2 separate regions of the Mus musculus genome follow, and region 1 is linked to region 2. Evidence: chromatin contacts called from public HiChIP or PLAC-seq data. All regions are on one chromosome and are shown on one strand. Each heading gives the region's core, a stretch centred on a gene start, on an enhancer-like site or on the middle of the called end of the contact. The rest is flanking DNA. Distances are from core to core; before and after follow the strand shown.

The links. HiChIP or PLAC-seq counts read pairs in DNA pulled down with a chosen protein or histone mark.
Region 1: an H3K27ac HiChIP or PLAC-seq map of heart atrium shows a contact between it and region 2, with 8 read pairs. The contact joins two enhancer-like sites. A contact is called at or near these places in 3 of 39 promoter capture datasets (cranial neural crest, embryonic stem cells and maxillary cranial neural crest), 3 of 484 Hi-C or Micro-C datasets (bone marrow-derived macrophages, cardiomyocytes and liver), 7 of 115 datasets of contacts at active chromatin or transcription factors (the 230-238 cell line, CD8 T cells, T-cell acute lymphoblastic leukemia and 4 more) and 3 of 9 other capture datasets (adipose tissue, liver and pancreatic islet).

What each region holds. Positions count from the first base shown.
Region 1 is chr2:27,203,352-27,210,365 of GRCm38.p6, forward strand. The region is part of intron 17 of Sardh (sarcosine dehydrogenase); the gene reads right to left. Among named protein-coding and RNA genes, the nearest start is that of Sardh, 40 kb to the right of the region's middle. Within about 2 kb of position 3,255, at least 57 of the 459 cell types and tissues checked have an H3K27ac peak or open chromatin away from gene starts, as enhancers often do. A contact at or near this core is called in VIP interneurons, adipose tissue and heart atrium, where this site is marked.
Region 2 is chr2:27,092,428-27,099,942 of GRCm38.p6, forward strand. Adamtsl2 (ADAMTS-like 2) reads left to right here. Exons shown (of 19, transcript NM_029981.2): 10 at 1,106-1,463; 11 at 2,976-3,345; 12 at 6,179-6,276. Among named protein-coding and RNA genes, the nearest start is that of Gm36882, 6.6 kb to the right of the region's middle. Within about 2 kb of position 4,959, at least 122 of the 459 cell types and tissues checked have an H3K27ac peak or open chromatin away from gene starts, as enhancers often do. A contact at or near this core is called in VIP interneurons, adipose tissue and heart atrium, where this site is marked.

The sequences.
Region 1 (7,014 bases), core at 2,005-4,504, 110 kb after region 2:
GATGCTCTCTCGCCCCAGCTAGGACAAAGCACCCAGGATCCTCTTCTCCTGGAAGGTCCTGGATGTCCTGAGAGGAGAGTTCTGTCCATTCCCTGTGACCATCCAAGTGGTAACAGTTGCTCATTAGAATGGGTAAAAGAGACTTCATCTTATCTGCCATCCAGCACCATGTCCTTGCTGGACGCCTAACAGCCCCCCAGTGGTCGACAGACTCAGCTCAGCCCAGCAAGGCGAGAGCCCAGAATTTACTAGCAAAGCTTCCAGACCACCAGCCCAGGGATTTTCACAGTGGAGGTTTGGCCATATCTGCTTTATCGTAGACAGTATCACTGAATTGGACACAAATGTCAAACCCAGGGCAGAGCAAGGCTCTGAGTCCCCATTCCACGATGATCACCTGCCTTCAAACATCCCATTGGGTCAAAAACATAGTCCCAGGATTCTAACCTTTGCAGTTCAGAGACACTGTCCGGCCCTCTTGGAAGTCAGCTGACATAGGATAGATGAAGAGTCAGCCACCCTACCAGCACAGATACCATAGGGCCAAAATCGTAGGATGGCACAGACAATGCTTTGAATTAGTCTTCATGGTTCTCCCCTTTGAGACCTGGCCTTTGAGTCTCAGCTTCTGCCAGCAAAACTGCAGAGAAACAGCCTTTGCCTCCCAGGGTTCCTACATGTCACAATCACCCTGAAATACGGGCAAGGGAGGAACCCACTTGTTCAAAGTCACATGGAGGCATGTGTCTGTGAGGTGCTGGGAGGGAGAAATGTCCTATAACCTGTACCAATCCTCCTGGTGTAAACGTTAGCCAGCAGGCTGCTCTCAGGTGACTCATGACTGAGCAGATAGCCTACTGATAACCCTGGTTCTATAAGCTGGATAAGCACCAAAGCAGACGCAAAGACTTTGGTAGCAGAACAGGATCCGTCCTCATAGTCCCAGATGCAAAATCTGAGGCCAGCTCGGAAAGACACACCTCTACTCTTGAGTGTTGACATCTTTGGTAAGAGAAGGATCTGGAACTCCATTCACAGGGTTGGGGGATTCGACCCCACATCTGGTACACTTCTGAACTTCACGCCATGTATGGAGAGGTTCAGAATTGCACTCAGCCTAGCCTCAGCTGCAGTTTGAAGACCCTGGTGGTGTCAGGACAGGGAAGGCCAAGCCATTCCTGGGAAATTCCCTGAACATGTGCCAGAGTGGGGTCTCGAGAAGACACGTCCTGCCTAGGCCTTTACAGTCACACTGTCCCACAGCACAGTAAGTATATGCTCTGAACTCAGTCATTCTTAAATAAATAAGGACCCTCCCAGAGGCCCAAACTCACAGGAGAGGGGAAGGAAGCTGGTGGCAGAACTGAGGAAAGTTCATCCTATCCCTCAGGAGACAGCCAAGATACTCGAAGTGTAAGCACACTAGCCAGGGACAGGACTTGACCCAGTGCACATGTCTGGCTTGGAGGCTCGCAGGGTGGGAGGTAAGGATGGTCGTGATTCTCATGATGATGGTACCAGTGTGCTCACAGGGATGGTGCTGGTGGTGGTGGTCATGGTGATGGTGGTGGTCATGGTGATGATGGGTGTGGGGTGGTAATGGCGTTGGTAGTGGTGATGGTGATGGTGCTTGTGGTGGTGAGAAAGACAACGGCCATCATAATAATCAACACTATCATAATGCTGTTGGTAGTAAGGCTGATGATGGTGGCAGTAATAGAGGTATTGGTGGAGGGGTGACGATGATGATGGTGATGGTGGGAATAGTATTAGAGATGATGGCAGCGGTGGTGGTAATAATGATAACGGCAATGGTGGTGGTGATAGTGATGTCAGTAGCACTAATGGCGGTGGTGGCAGTGGTTGTGATAAAGATGTGGTAATAGTAATGACAAAGGCATTGGTGGTGGTAGTAATGGTGACAAGGATAATGGTGTTGATGGTGGCTATGGTAATGATAAAAGCGGTATTGGTGACTGTAGAGATGATGGTGTCAATCACCGTGATGAGAAAGTGACAGTGGTAATGGTTTGGGTGGCAATGTTTGTGGGACCGGTTATGTGATGGTATAATATGGTGGTGATGATGGCCATAATGATTATAATCCAATCTTCTAGAAATGGGCATAAGCAGACAGTACTTAGCCCACACTGCCTGACGTCTCACCCACAGTTGCTGGCCCTGGGGTCCATCCCTCTGGCCTGAGGAGAACCAGTCATTCCTCTGAGGAAACCCCTGTTGTAGCAGCTCTGACCTGAGATCCTTAAATCCGAGTACCTGGTAAATGTGCCTGCATCCAGACAAGAGCAGTGGGTCACAGAAACCTGGGGAGAAAAGACGTACGCCACTCCCAAATTAGTTCTAAAGTCATCACACACTGAGGTCACACAGGGTGACCCCACCTCATTCCAGCCACGCTGTGTTCCTACATTTTTCTGGCAATCATTTTATCCTCCACTGACAGCTTGAATAGTGGCAGGGAACACATGCCCAGACTGCGGATGCCGTATCTCTCTTGGCTGCGGCACAGAATTAGAGCAGAACATTCTATGGCTGTCTAAGGAAGGGATGAGCAGATCTGTGCTGGCCTCACAGCCCAAGTTTCTAGGCAGCTGTACTCTACGTGAATGCATTCTCGCTGGGACTCCATGGTTTATCAAATGCATGCGGTGTGAGCCTGTTCTATCCTGGGCAAATGGAGCCACAGCAGCGACAAGCTAGGGCTTCTTCACTGCCAGGAAAGAAATCCAATTTCCTCCTGATTTGAAATTAATTTTCAGAGGGAAATTGCTTTATTGTTATGCCTTGTGATGACTCCCAGCCTGGAGCTTGCTGGTTTGCTAAGAGGGGCCTGTTCTCTACTTGGGGGCAGGGTGTCCTCAGCGGAGGTGCCGGAGGTGCCGAGAACACCATGTCTGACCCAGTACTGGCTGAGCTGAGCTCTGGGAGACTCGCCGGGAAAGCTCTTCCCCGCTGGGGAATCTCGCTGGCCTTGAGGCAACTATGTGAGGAGCAAAGGCAGCTGGTCTGTTGGCTGCTGAGTGGACACTCACTTTCCCCAGCCCTCTTCTTCCTCTAGGAATCCAAAGACTGTAGATGTCTGGCCCAAGCAAAGGCATCTCAGAGAAGTGCTATTGCAAAAGTCAGTGCGTGTGGCTGGGCATCTCTGACCAGGTCCTGTCATGAGTGGAACCTGGCAGCCACAGCAGGGTCCTGGGCCTTGGTCCACAGGACAGGGTCTGCGGAACTTGGCGCTCACCAAAGTCATTGCTCACGTCTCTGCTCGACCTGGCATTTGCTGACTACGCAGACACACACATTCCTCTCCTGCAGCTGGTGGGCTAGACGCCAACTGATCTATAAATACGTGGCCTGGCTCCATGTTCTGGCCCCAGAGCCTCCACATGCTGATGGACAGTTTGTCAACACAGTTTTAAGCCAGCACAAGATATCACTTAGAATATGAAATTTCCCCTGGATTCCAAGAGGATTCAGTATTTGAGCAGATATATGTGACGCACCACAAAGCACTTTTGACATTGTCTAGACTTTGTACTGTTGCCGAGGAAACTGAGGCCCAAGAAGACAGGCATAAGACTCCAGGCCAACAGGCCAACATCTACCTCCCTGTTCTGAGGGTCAGGGTAGCGCAGAAGTGTTGGTATATACTACCCTTTCATATCTGTTGCCCAGCTCCCTGTTCCCTCCCCCACTTGCCTGTGTGCCCCACCTCTGGGGTCAGGGCAGTGACCAGCCAGCCTCTACAGCTTGAAGTGCCACCAGAGGCTAAACTGTCACTTATTGTTGGCTAAGTTATGGAGAGGCTTAAGCCACTGAGGTGTGTGTCCTGAGCCACACTGAGAGACAACTTTCCAGGTCAGCCCAAACCATAGCATGGACGCCACCGGAACAGTCTTGTTCTCTTTGGCCTAACCCTCTTTCAGGCCCTTGGGAGAAGGTGGGGTCACTGGGACAGGAGTCCCTGGCAGGGCACAGTCTTACGTAACCTCAGCTGCAGCCTGTGCCTCCACTCCTACTCTAGCCTGCATGTCCCTGGAGCTCTGTTCAATGACCTGGCAAGCCCTGTCCTCAGAGATCCTCCCAACTGTGTGGCCATGATCTCTGAGGAAGCAGGATAAGCGAGAATAGCTAGCTGTGCTCAGGACCAGGCGTCAAGTGTTTCTGGGTGTTTCAAATCTACCCCACGGCAGACTTTTCTTGTGTTATAGTGAACCATACATTATGAGACTAGCTCATCTTCTCAGGGAAGTGGCCCCCAGGCTCATGGTTGCTGGCAGCTGGGCAACAAGACACTGGCATCTCCACGTCAAACTTAACAAAGGCCCAATCCTCCCTGTGAGCACTTCCAGGGACTCTCAGTCCATCCCCTGGGCAGTGGCAGCCATTCTCCACTGCCCTGAGCTGCAGCTGCAAGCTCCCTTGAGCCTATGGGTGGGGATGCACTCACAGAGAGCGGGCTGCACCTTCCTTCTCATCACTAGGTCTGGCCCAGTCCCACAGGTGCTTTTAGCCAACACATCTGGAATTCATTCTAGAGCCAGGGGAGGGGCTGCTGGGGGGTGGGGCAGCTGTACAATAGGAATACACCAAGGGTTCAGATCCAAACACTAGAACTCTGATGGTCCACACTGGTGCCATATGTACACGGTACCAGGAGGTACATTGGCAGAAACTGCCAGGGAGCCAGCTTTGACGAGGCATTGCCAATGTCTGGCCTCAAAGACATGGGCCCATCCATCTGATAGCCCCACTGTGTGACCAGCTGGTTGAAATAGGACCCAGAGTCGTCCCATGTTGGATGCTCTCTCATGTACCATGTTCTCCTAGGCATGTAATCCTCAGGGATCTGCAGGATTCTGGGCTTCCCAGCTCACTGCACAATCAGTCTCCCCAAGACAAGAACCCTGGTCTTGAGAGCACAGTCTTCTCCTCTCCTGCCAGATGTAGGACAGCACTGGAAAGGGGTGTGGCCAAGAATAAGCGGGTAGGGCAGGCTGTCTGACTCAGTGGGTTCACTTACCAGTTCCTTTCTCTGGACAGAAAACTCATAGCACCGTGTACAAAGACATCTGCCGCTAGGCTGCTTCCAAGAGAAGACATGGACCCCATGATGTTTGAACGTGGTTACCACTAAGGCAGGGGAGTGGGCAAAGAACAAGCACAACTAGAGAACAGAGCGATGTGAGGACCACGGCCATTGTGCAGAGAACAGGCCTGGCACAGTTACAAACAGGCAGATGTTGTCATGAAGTAGACACACCAGCCTCTAGGGATGGATGGCTGAGCTTTCTTGAGTTTTCTCATATTTTACAACACAGCCAAGCGTTTGGTGACCTGTGCTGGTCAGTGTGTCTTTGCCACATGGAGAAGGCCATCTTTATGTAATCATGCCATGGGCTCTGGACCACAACCCTATTCCAGAGCTGAAAGAAGCAAGGCCGAGTGAGGTCAAGGTTGTGTCCCAAGGATGTGCTACGGAAGTGAGGTCTGAGTTGGACTGGGTACCCAGCCTTTGCTGCACAGCTATGGTTGGAAACAGAATGCTGGTGTTTGTGGCTCTTTCTTTCTTTCTTTTTCTCTCTCTCTCTCTTTCTCTCTCTCTCTTTCCTTTCTTTCTTTCTTTCTTTCCTTTCTTTCTCCTTTCTTTCTTTCTTTCTTTCTTTCTTTCTTTCTTTCTTTCTTTCTTTCTTTCTTTCTTCCTCCTGCTTGTTTTTTATAACGCTGGAGTTGAACCTGGGCTTTCACACACGCCAGACAAGCACTCTACCACTGAGCTACAGCACAGCTCTCTGTTTACTTGTTATTTTGAGGCAGGCTCTTACTAAGTTGACCAGGCTGATCTTGAACGTTCAGTTCTTCTGCCTTGGTGTCTGCACAGCTGGGATGGCAGGCCTATACTGTGAGCCAGGCCATGGGCATTATTTCATATGTATCTTATGCCACCATAAGTCAGCTTGGCAGAGGCACGAGTAGCCAGTGAATACATGATCCCCAGACCAGACACTTACTTTGGGGCTTGGCCTGCCCGTGACCCTGGGCAATATGAGCTGTGTCAGCTCAGCCTGGGCCCTGGCCTAACTCCCAGGCCCCAGGTGAAGATTCCCGGGCAGCCTGGGAGGGCTGGGAGGCAGCCATGGCCAGGACAGGGTCCCATGGGAGGAAGCAGCTGGAGTTGGGAACCCCACGCTGCTCCCCCCACCCGACCCCACGGTGGTCCTGCTAGTGGTGGGAGGATGCTGATCTTGACAGGAGGGGATATATTCCCACCTGGTCTTCCCTCCACGAACATCCAAACCACACACAGGCTGAGGCTGTGCCAAGCCTCGGCACAGTGGAAGCGGGACACGGCTTTCCTTTCCTCCACACAGCAGAACCCAGCCCTGATCAAAACTGGACTCTGGATGCTGAATATACCAACACAAATGCCACCAGGATGCCCTCATGAACAACCCAAGCTAGAGAGTCTGAAGGTCTGGAGGCTGCCATGTCCTAGGACCCCACCCCACTACTCTTTCAGAGCACCTACCCTCTCTGGTCCCAGCAAGCAGCTTTGCATTAATGAGGCAGGAAACAAGCTAGACAGAGAACCCCCACCCCACTTCCTGAACCCTGGTGCAGCTTCCAGAGGGGAGGTGGAGTGCAGCCCACGTGGCGGCCTTTATCACCCGCTCCCGCTGGCAGCATCCTCCTTAGCACTCAGCGCCACTCTGTTTATTTGCTGACAGGTTCCAGCCTGGTCCCAGGATGTCTGGCCCTTTTGTGGGCAGGAATCTCATTCTCCAACTGATAGCCCTCCACATCTCTCCACAAAAAAAAAAAAAAAAAAAAAAAACCCTAGAGATGGCCAAGTAGAGAGGACAGAACATGCCTAACAGTGTCCTTGCCCCGCTGCAGGCATGTGTGTCACCAGCACAGATCTTTGTTTTGGGGGGCATTGTCATTTGGGCAACCTGGGCAAGACATCCAGATTCTCTAAACTCAGTCTAGGGAAGT
Region 2 (7,515 bases), core at 3,709-6,208:
ACAACTGTCTATTCTCTAGGATTTCCCTGGTGGCTAAAGGACATAACCTTACCAGATATATTGGTCTGGTGGTCAGGAGAGACTAGGCAAGGCCCAGAGGAAGGGCACGTTTAGGAAGGGAAGCTGTCTATGTGCATCTCTCCTAAGGCTTCATTAGCTGTTGAGATTTCACCATTTCCAATTATCTCGACCCAAATCTCTCTGTGAAGTGGGTCCCACTGCTGCAGCCTAACTCTGTCTGGTGGAGCAGACCTAGCAGGGTGAGAAGCTGACCCAGGCTCATTCTTCTCTTCTGCCTTCTCTGTCCTGAAGCTTTAAGCATCAGAGTTTCTTGACCACACCTGCAGTCATTTGCTTAGCCTGAAATGGTGTCGGCTCTCTTTGTCATCTTGCTCCAGTGAAGTGCCTTCCATAGTCCCTGATCCTGTCCTTAGACACCCTTGAGATGTCATCTGGATGGTACTCATTCTCTATCTGGTATCCTGCTATGGCTTGTCTTGGCTTTGTTTAGATTTCTGTGGGTTGTTCATTGCCACCCTCCAGGGCCTTGTTGCGCTCTGTGCTCTAGCTAGGCAGCTCTATGGCCCCATGAGTAGTTAGTCCTGCACCAAATCCACTACTGTCAGCTTCCAGATCTTAGGGAAGTGACTTTGAACAAAGGCACTGAAGTCTGTCTAGGGGAGAGGTCACTTGTGGTCTCTGTAAAGGCCTTGATTATCTCCTAGTAGCTTCATGACCAGGTGACCCTTCAATGCTGTCCTGGACAGGGGCATGGTCTGAATTTTGATCCCTCATTGGAGGCCCTTGAAGTCCTGGGTAGATAAAATGAGACCAGTGCTATTAGGATGTCTGGCCCATGATGGCAGTGACATGCAGTGTGTCCCCCATTTTCTGCTCTCAAAGTGACCTACCCCTCTCCCCATTTTGGTGTGCCTCACTCACAGTCTCAAGGCACAGCCGTCCTAGGACATTTGCATGAGGCCACATTCTTGGATCAGGTGTGATTCCTTGGGAAATGTACCCAGGGCTGTTTGGTCTCAAGGGTTTTTGGGTGTTAAGAAGGAGAGAGGACAGGAGCCGGGTCTCACTTCTTCTCCTTTCCCAGGTGTGGAACCAGAACGGCAAAAGCCCCTCTATCACCTTCGAGTACACCTTGCTGCAGTCACCTCACATGCACCACCTGCCGCCTGTCTATTACAGCTTCTCTGAGGCAGCCTCCCAGAGCACAGAGAGCACCGAGCGGCAGGAGCTGGACAGTGCCAGGCTGCTGGGCTTCATGCAGCACAATGGCTCACTCTACCGCCAGACCTCCTCAGAGAGGCTGGGCCTGAACAGCCAGCTGTTTCAGCCTCCAGCCCCTGAGGTGGAGCTAGGTCCAAGCAGAGGCCAGGAGTCCAACGAGGTGTGCAAGCAAGCCAGCGGTGGGGTCTGTGAGGGACCTCCCAGGGGCAAGGGTTTCCAAGGTGAGAAAGAGGAAGAGTGGGTATGGGAAAGGCCTGGGCTCCGCAGGGGCAGAGGCCTCAAGTGAGAAGTGTTGGTCTTCTTTGAAGTCTGCAGAAGAGGCTAAGGAGAATTTCAGTTGCTTGCACATCTCTCTGGGCAGGCAGAGTGTGAAGTCAGAGCTATACAGCCATAGTTCTGCAGATTGGCTATAGGGTGCTCTTGAACACCCAAATTCTCAGCTTCTTAGCTACTCAAATCCCTGTATACTGTGCTGTGTTTGCAGAGAACCTGCATTGATCATCAGAGCTGACCCCAGTACTAGATGCAGTGTGTGTGTACTGTGGGTAGCAATTGACTTTAAGTCAATGCAAGGTGACACAGGATGGAACTGGTATATCAGTGGGTTAGATACTTCTCTCGTTGATTTGACAAAATGCCGACTAAGCAACCCCAGGAAGGAGGGGAGGTTTTATTTTGGCTCCCAATCCCAGGAGATACTTTCCATCATGGCGGCAGGAGCTTAAGGCAGTGGGTCACGTTGCACCTGCAGTCAGGAAGCAGAGGGAGAGAAAGGAAGCTGGTGTTCACTGTCTCAATTGACCTAATCTAGATAACTCCTCATAGACAAGTGTAGAAAGCTTGTCGCCTTGGTGACTCTAGAGCCTGTTAAGTTGACAATCAATATTAACTGTCAAAATCTGCTTAATATAGATATAAGTCTTCCTCCTCCTCCTCCTCCTCCTCCTCCTCCTTCTTCTCTTTCTTCTCCTCCTCTTCCCCTTCCTTCTCCTCCTTCTGTGAGACTAGAACTTGCTGTGTAAACCAGACTGGTCTCAAATTCATAAGACATCCATCTGTCTCTGCCTTTGCCTTCCCAGTGCTAGGATTAAAGCTGTACGCCACCAGACCCAGACAGCATGAAATTCTTTTTCAAAATATTTGGACCCTTCACCCTCTGATTCTTAGGATGCAGACCCCACATTTGCTGAGGGTGAACCATATATGGCTGTCTGAGTCTGATGGAAGAGATGGGCTTAGAGAGAGGAAGTGATCTGCCAGCTCTTCTACCCTGTGGCTCACTTGGGTAGCACTGGGCCTAATGGATGTTGCTGGGGGTCCTGGGTGTGTTGCCTCACACATACTTCTTTCCTGTGCTGGACTTTTTGAGGTTTACGTGTCTGTGTTCTCTCTTCCTAGCCACGCACCAGTCATTTAAGATTCAACCTAAATCCAGGTTATATTATTTCATGAGCCTATAAAGATCCTCTTTCCAAACCAGATCTGATGCAGAACTTCCAGCCGAGCCTGGGCTTTGGGGACACTGCCAAACCGTCTGCAGTGATCATTGGGTTTCCTATCATTCGATGATATTGGTGTCTTATGGAGAAGAATCTGGGGACTCCTGCTTTTTCCCTGCCCCATGAATTCATCCTGTTCATGTAACTCACCTGTCACACACAGGAATGTGTGGGAGTAGGAGGGACAATCAACACAAGAGCAGCATGGCTGTTGAAACACCTGTCTCTCTGCAGACCACAATGCCACTGGGAGAGCTTTCTCCGCGGACAAGGATGACCGGGAGATCAGTGCCCATTTCACCTCCCACGAGCTTCTCTCAGCCAACACCATCTCCGACCAGCTCTTGGGCACAGGCTCTGAATCAGAAGAGTTCTCACTCAATGAGACCATGAATAGCATCTTTGCCCAGGGTGCTCCCAGAAGCTCCCCAGCTGAGAGCCTCTATGTGGATTATGAGGAGAATGAGGGGCCTGCTGCCTACTTGATCAATGGGTCTTACCTGGAGCTGAGCAGTGACAGGATCAACACCTCCTCTGAGGCCCCATTCCCCAACACCAGTGCCAGCCCCCCCAACTTGGCTGGGAACAGGACTCACAAGGCAAGGTAAGAGGCACTTCTCCTTGCCCTATCTTACTGCCCTATGGAGTAGGAGTCATTGTAGAGGGATCTAGCTAGAAGGGCCAGGAGCCTGGAGATAAGTGGGAAAGCACGGGTAAGTGAATCTGACATGAGGTTGTGAGTCTGGATTGTTACGTATCTTTCTAAAAGGTTGACAGTCCAAATGTCCCCAGATCTAAATGTCCTAAATGGGAACCATGTTGCTAACAGACTTCTGATGCTGGGATGGACTCAACGTTTTTTATGCATAGAGCAGGGAGTGCTCACAACTACCATGAGTGTTAGGCTCTTGGGAAGGAGCTGAGAAGGGACTAGCAGCCACATAGTCCAGAATCCCTAAGCCACATTCCAAAGCGTCCATCTGTTCTTTCCCTTGCCCCCTTAGCCCTGTGGGACAGACTGGATTCCTAGAGTCAAGTCATTAAAACAGGTTGTCAGCACTCAGAAAAGTGCAGCTCAGTGAGATGCCCAACCGACTGCCATCAAAGGATGCTGCTGGTGGGGACCAAAGATGGTCTGGGGAGATAATGGGCTGAGGGAGGCCATGGGGGAAACTACCAAGCCGAAATAGCCACATCTCCGAGTGTTGTCCAAACATAGGAAGTCAAGTCTGCTCCGGGAGCCGGTGAAATCAAAGGGACAGCCTAGAAAGGAAGGGCTATTTTCATCTTCTAGAGAGGCTTCAAACAATCCCGGGAGGGGCTGTCACCAGACACTTTGGGATCAGGCGTCTGGGATGCAAAGGCACACTCTGAAGCCTGGAGGGTGGTAGGAAGAGAATTTCTGGTTCATTTATAAACAAACAGTCATTTCAGAGCTCTGCTCTCTGGGGATTTCAGGAGCCTGTGTCCCGCCAGGCACTGGGCAAGAACCCAGAAAAGTGGCCACCGGTGTCTCAGAAACCATCACCGCTGAGGAAAGGGCTCTTCCATATTGGGGTGGTGATGGTTTCCAGGGTGTGGCACTTTTGGTGCACCTTCCAGCAAGAAAACCTGATAGGTACGCACTGTGATCTAAGCAGCACCCAGCACCCCACACGTGCCGGAGAGTGGGTGTAGACAGCCCCTCCAGAAATACCTTTAGAGCTTAAAATCCAAAGGGTTATTTTGAACCTGGCGGCTAGCTCTTGAGTCAGGGATGAGTCATGCAGGCTGTGGCTGAGAAGTGTGTAATTATATAAAGATGGAGGCTTCCACACCAAGCACATCTTCTCTCTTTTTGTTTTTTTGGGAGGAATTTAAGGCTGCTCAAGGCAGTGTCAGGGGCCCAGGCAGCTCCAGTGTTATCTGGGTCGAGCCTTAAAGGATAAACTCTTCTCCCCAGTTTTCTCCCCCTGAGGGGTTTGGCCCACCCTCAGTTGGTGCTGTGAGTGGGTCCCACTGGGAGCTCAGGGCTAGGATCTTTTGCTTTGAGACGCCCTTCCCCTCCCCTCAGTGTTGAAGCTTTGTTTATAAGCAGAGAAGAAGGCAGAGCTTTCCCTGCACAGAGCCTGGCTTAAGGACCAGTTTGAGGCCCAGGAGAGGTGGCCCAGGCCCTAGCCTCCCTCCTTTCCTGCCCCCACCCTCCCCTTGAGAATTCATGGAGTCACATCAGTAAACTCATGACTGAGGCTCCTGTGGGTAGATCATTTCCTGGGTTCTCAGAGCGTGACGTGCTATCAGGACAGCAGGGTAGTGTTCGTCTCCAGAGCACTCTCTCGGGAGACAAGAGCCAATCTGAGCCAAATGCAGGCGCAATTCTTACCCACTTGACTAACAGTCCTTACAGATGTCTCTACCATAGATTCACACTGAATGGCTTTTAGAATGTAATGGCCTATAACATCCACAGTTCTCGAGTGACTGTGGTCCCCAGGAAAGAGTCTGGTCCATTTAAGTCCTGTGAAAGGTGGTACTGCACCGCCCTTAGGTAGCCCCTTTTAGTTCCAAAGAAAGAAGAGCTGGGCTATGCAGCCCAAGGGAGCTGTGGTGATGGTGATGGTGATGGTGATAGTGATGGGCTGCCTCCTCAACTGCTCTTCTTGGCTCCCAGGGGTTATGAGACTCAGAGACTGTGTTCTTATTTGAGTGGCCAGGTCTTGAAGCAGATAACCTGGGTGGAGATAACAGTGCAGCAGCGGCTTCCTCCCCCTGCAGAGTCCCGCATAGCCTGCACAGAGGGTGTTGAGGCTGGTTCAAAGAAGCTAACAGTCCTAACAATACTTGGCTTCTGGCCAAGAACCAGAGCTGTTAGCTGGCCAGCCCCCAGCGTGCCTCTTCCCGTCAGCTGGCCTGTGCAGCCATCGTGGACCTGAGCTGCAATGCAGTGTGGGGACGAGGCCACTCTCCCTCCTGCAGCTGGGCTTTGTGAGTTTGAAATTTGGAAGCTGAGTGGCTGGTGTCCCCATTCATCAGAAACCCAACTGAGGGAGGCAGCTGGGGAAAATTCTGGAAGCGCTCAGGCCCTAAGGGCTTTCTGAGATTCCTTCTGGGGTGGGAAGAAGGAATCTGCTAGCGTGTGCGAGAAGACGGAGTGAGAAGCTGGTGGATGTTGAAAGAGCAGTTAGAACACTGGTGAGTTCCCCATTGCTCAGCGTTCCTCTGAAAGAACAGGGTGCCTCAATGCAGAGTCTCTAGTACCTGAAATGAGAAGTACCCACGTCTGCTCATGGCCAACATGTATGTCTCCTTTTCTGTTCCAAAGGGTGGAGCCCTGGTTTACATGGAGGGTACTTGCTGGAGCCCAGGAAAATGTGTCTTTAAGGGGAGTGTGTCTTAGAGGCAGACTAAGCCTATAAGCACCCAGCTTTCTCACCACGCTCTGTTTGACCGTGTTTCAGGACCAGACCCAAGGCACGCAAGCAAGGTGTGAGCCCAGCTGACATGTACCGGTGGAAGCTCTCATCCCATGAGCCCTGCAGTGCCACATGCACCACAGGTACTGAGGCTGGGACCACGGGGACACCTCCTCTGAGCCTGCCTTTATGGTGATCGGGCTTAGCTGGAGACTCCCGCATTCATGTGAAGTCCCAAGCCACCCCCAAAGAGCTTGCCTAGCTTGATCTGGGAGGTAGGGTGGGATGGCAGGAGTCGGGGAGAGATCACAAAAGCATCCTTGATCTCATGACCTGTTAGGTGACAATCAGGTCCAGGCCTCACTGGTTAGCCCTAATTATTCTCTGACACCTCAGGAGAGGGGCTTTTCAGAGTAGAGATGGGCATCTTCACTCTGCGGTTTTGCTCATACTGCATACTGGCCCTGACTGAAAACACACAACGCTGCCCTGTTCCTAACAAATTGGAAGCAAACAAACACCATACCCCATATCATACCCCAGTCTCTCGGGAAATTGCTACTGACCTCTGCCCACGACTACATTGTACCATGGCAAAGGTTCTTGTGGGATAAATGGAAAGGCACCATCTGCCTGGTCCAAATTCGTCCAGTGAATGCCATTTCTGCAGCCCTGCTGTGGGATTCTGAGGTAAGGCTGAAGCTGGTCCTAGCCCAGGAGCAGCCAGTCCACTGGCTCCAGCAGACAGATGAACCCTGAGACCCGTCTTTCACAGGGATGGCTTGTCAGGACCAAACATTTTAGCAGCTGTGTGGCCTCTGCTCTTGAAACCTGTTGAAACTGTGTATGGGCATGCTAGCCCATGGTCCTTCTAGCCATCCTGGCTGTGGGACCTACCATGTGCTGTGACTATGAGAACTTTCTGGAGGCTGGAGAGGTGACAACACTTGAGATGTCTCCAGGTTGAGGTAGCCCTGGTGGCAAGGTGCTTGATGAATGAGCCCCGGTAAGTGATGTCTTCAGGGAGAACATGACACCATTGTCTTTCAACACTTAGATGTACCCAGGTCAAGGAGCAGGGATGTTCTGTGCGTCCCACAGCCCAGAGCAGAAACAGGAAGAAAGGAAATAGGACAGGTGTGATACTGGGAAGGGATGAGCTTTGTCTCAGACAAAAGTGTCAGAAGGAGAGAGGCTCTGTGACCTTAAGAGGCACTGACCCATCTGAGTGACATGGAGTCCACACTGTGGACAATTCACTGCCTCAACACCTTCTGCCCTAACATCACTAGCTGTCTGGAAGACCTCGCTGTTCCCAGAGCTTAAATTTGCTATGTAAAACTGTAGCCATGCTGAAGAGGAGAGGCCAGGGTGTGGGATTT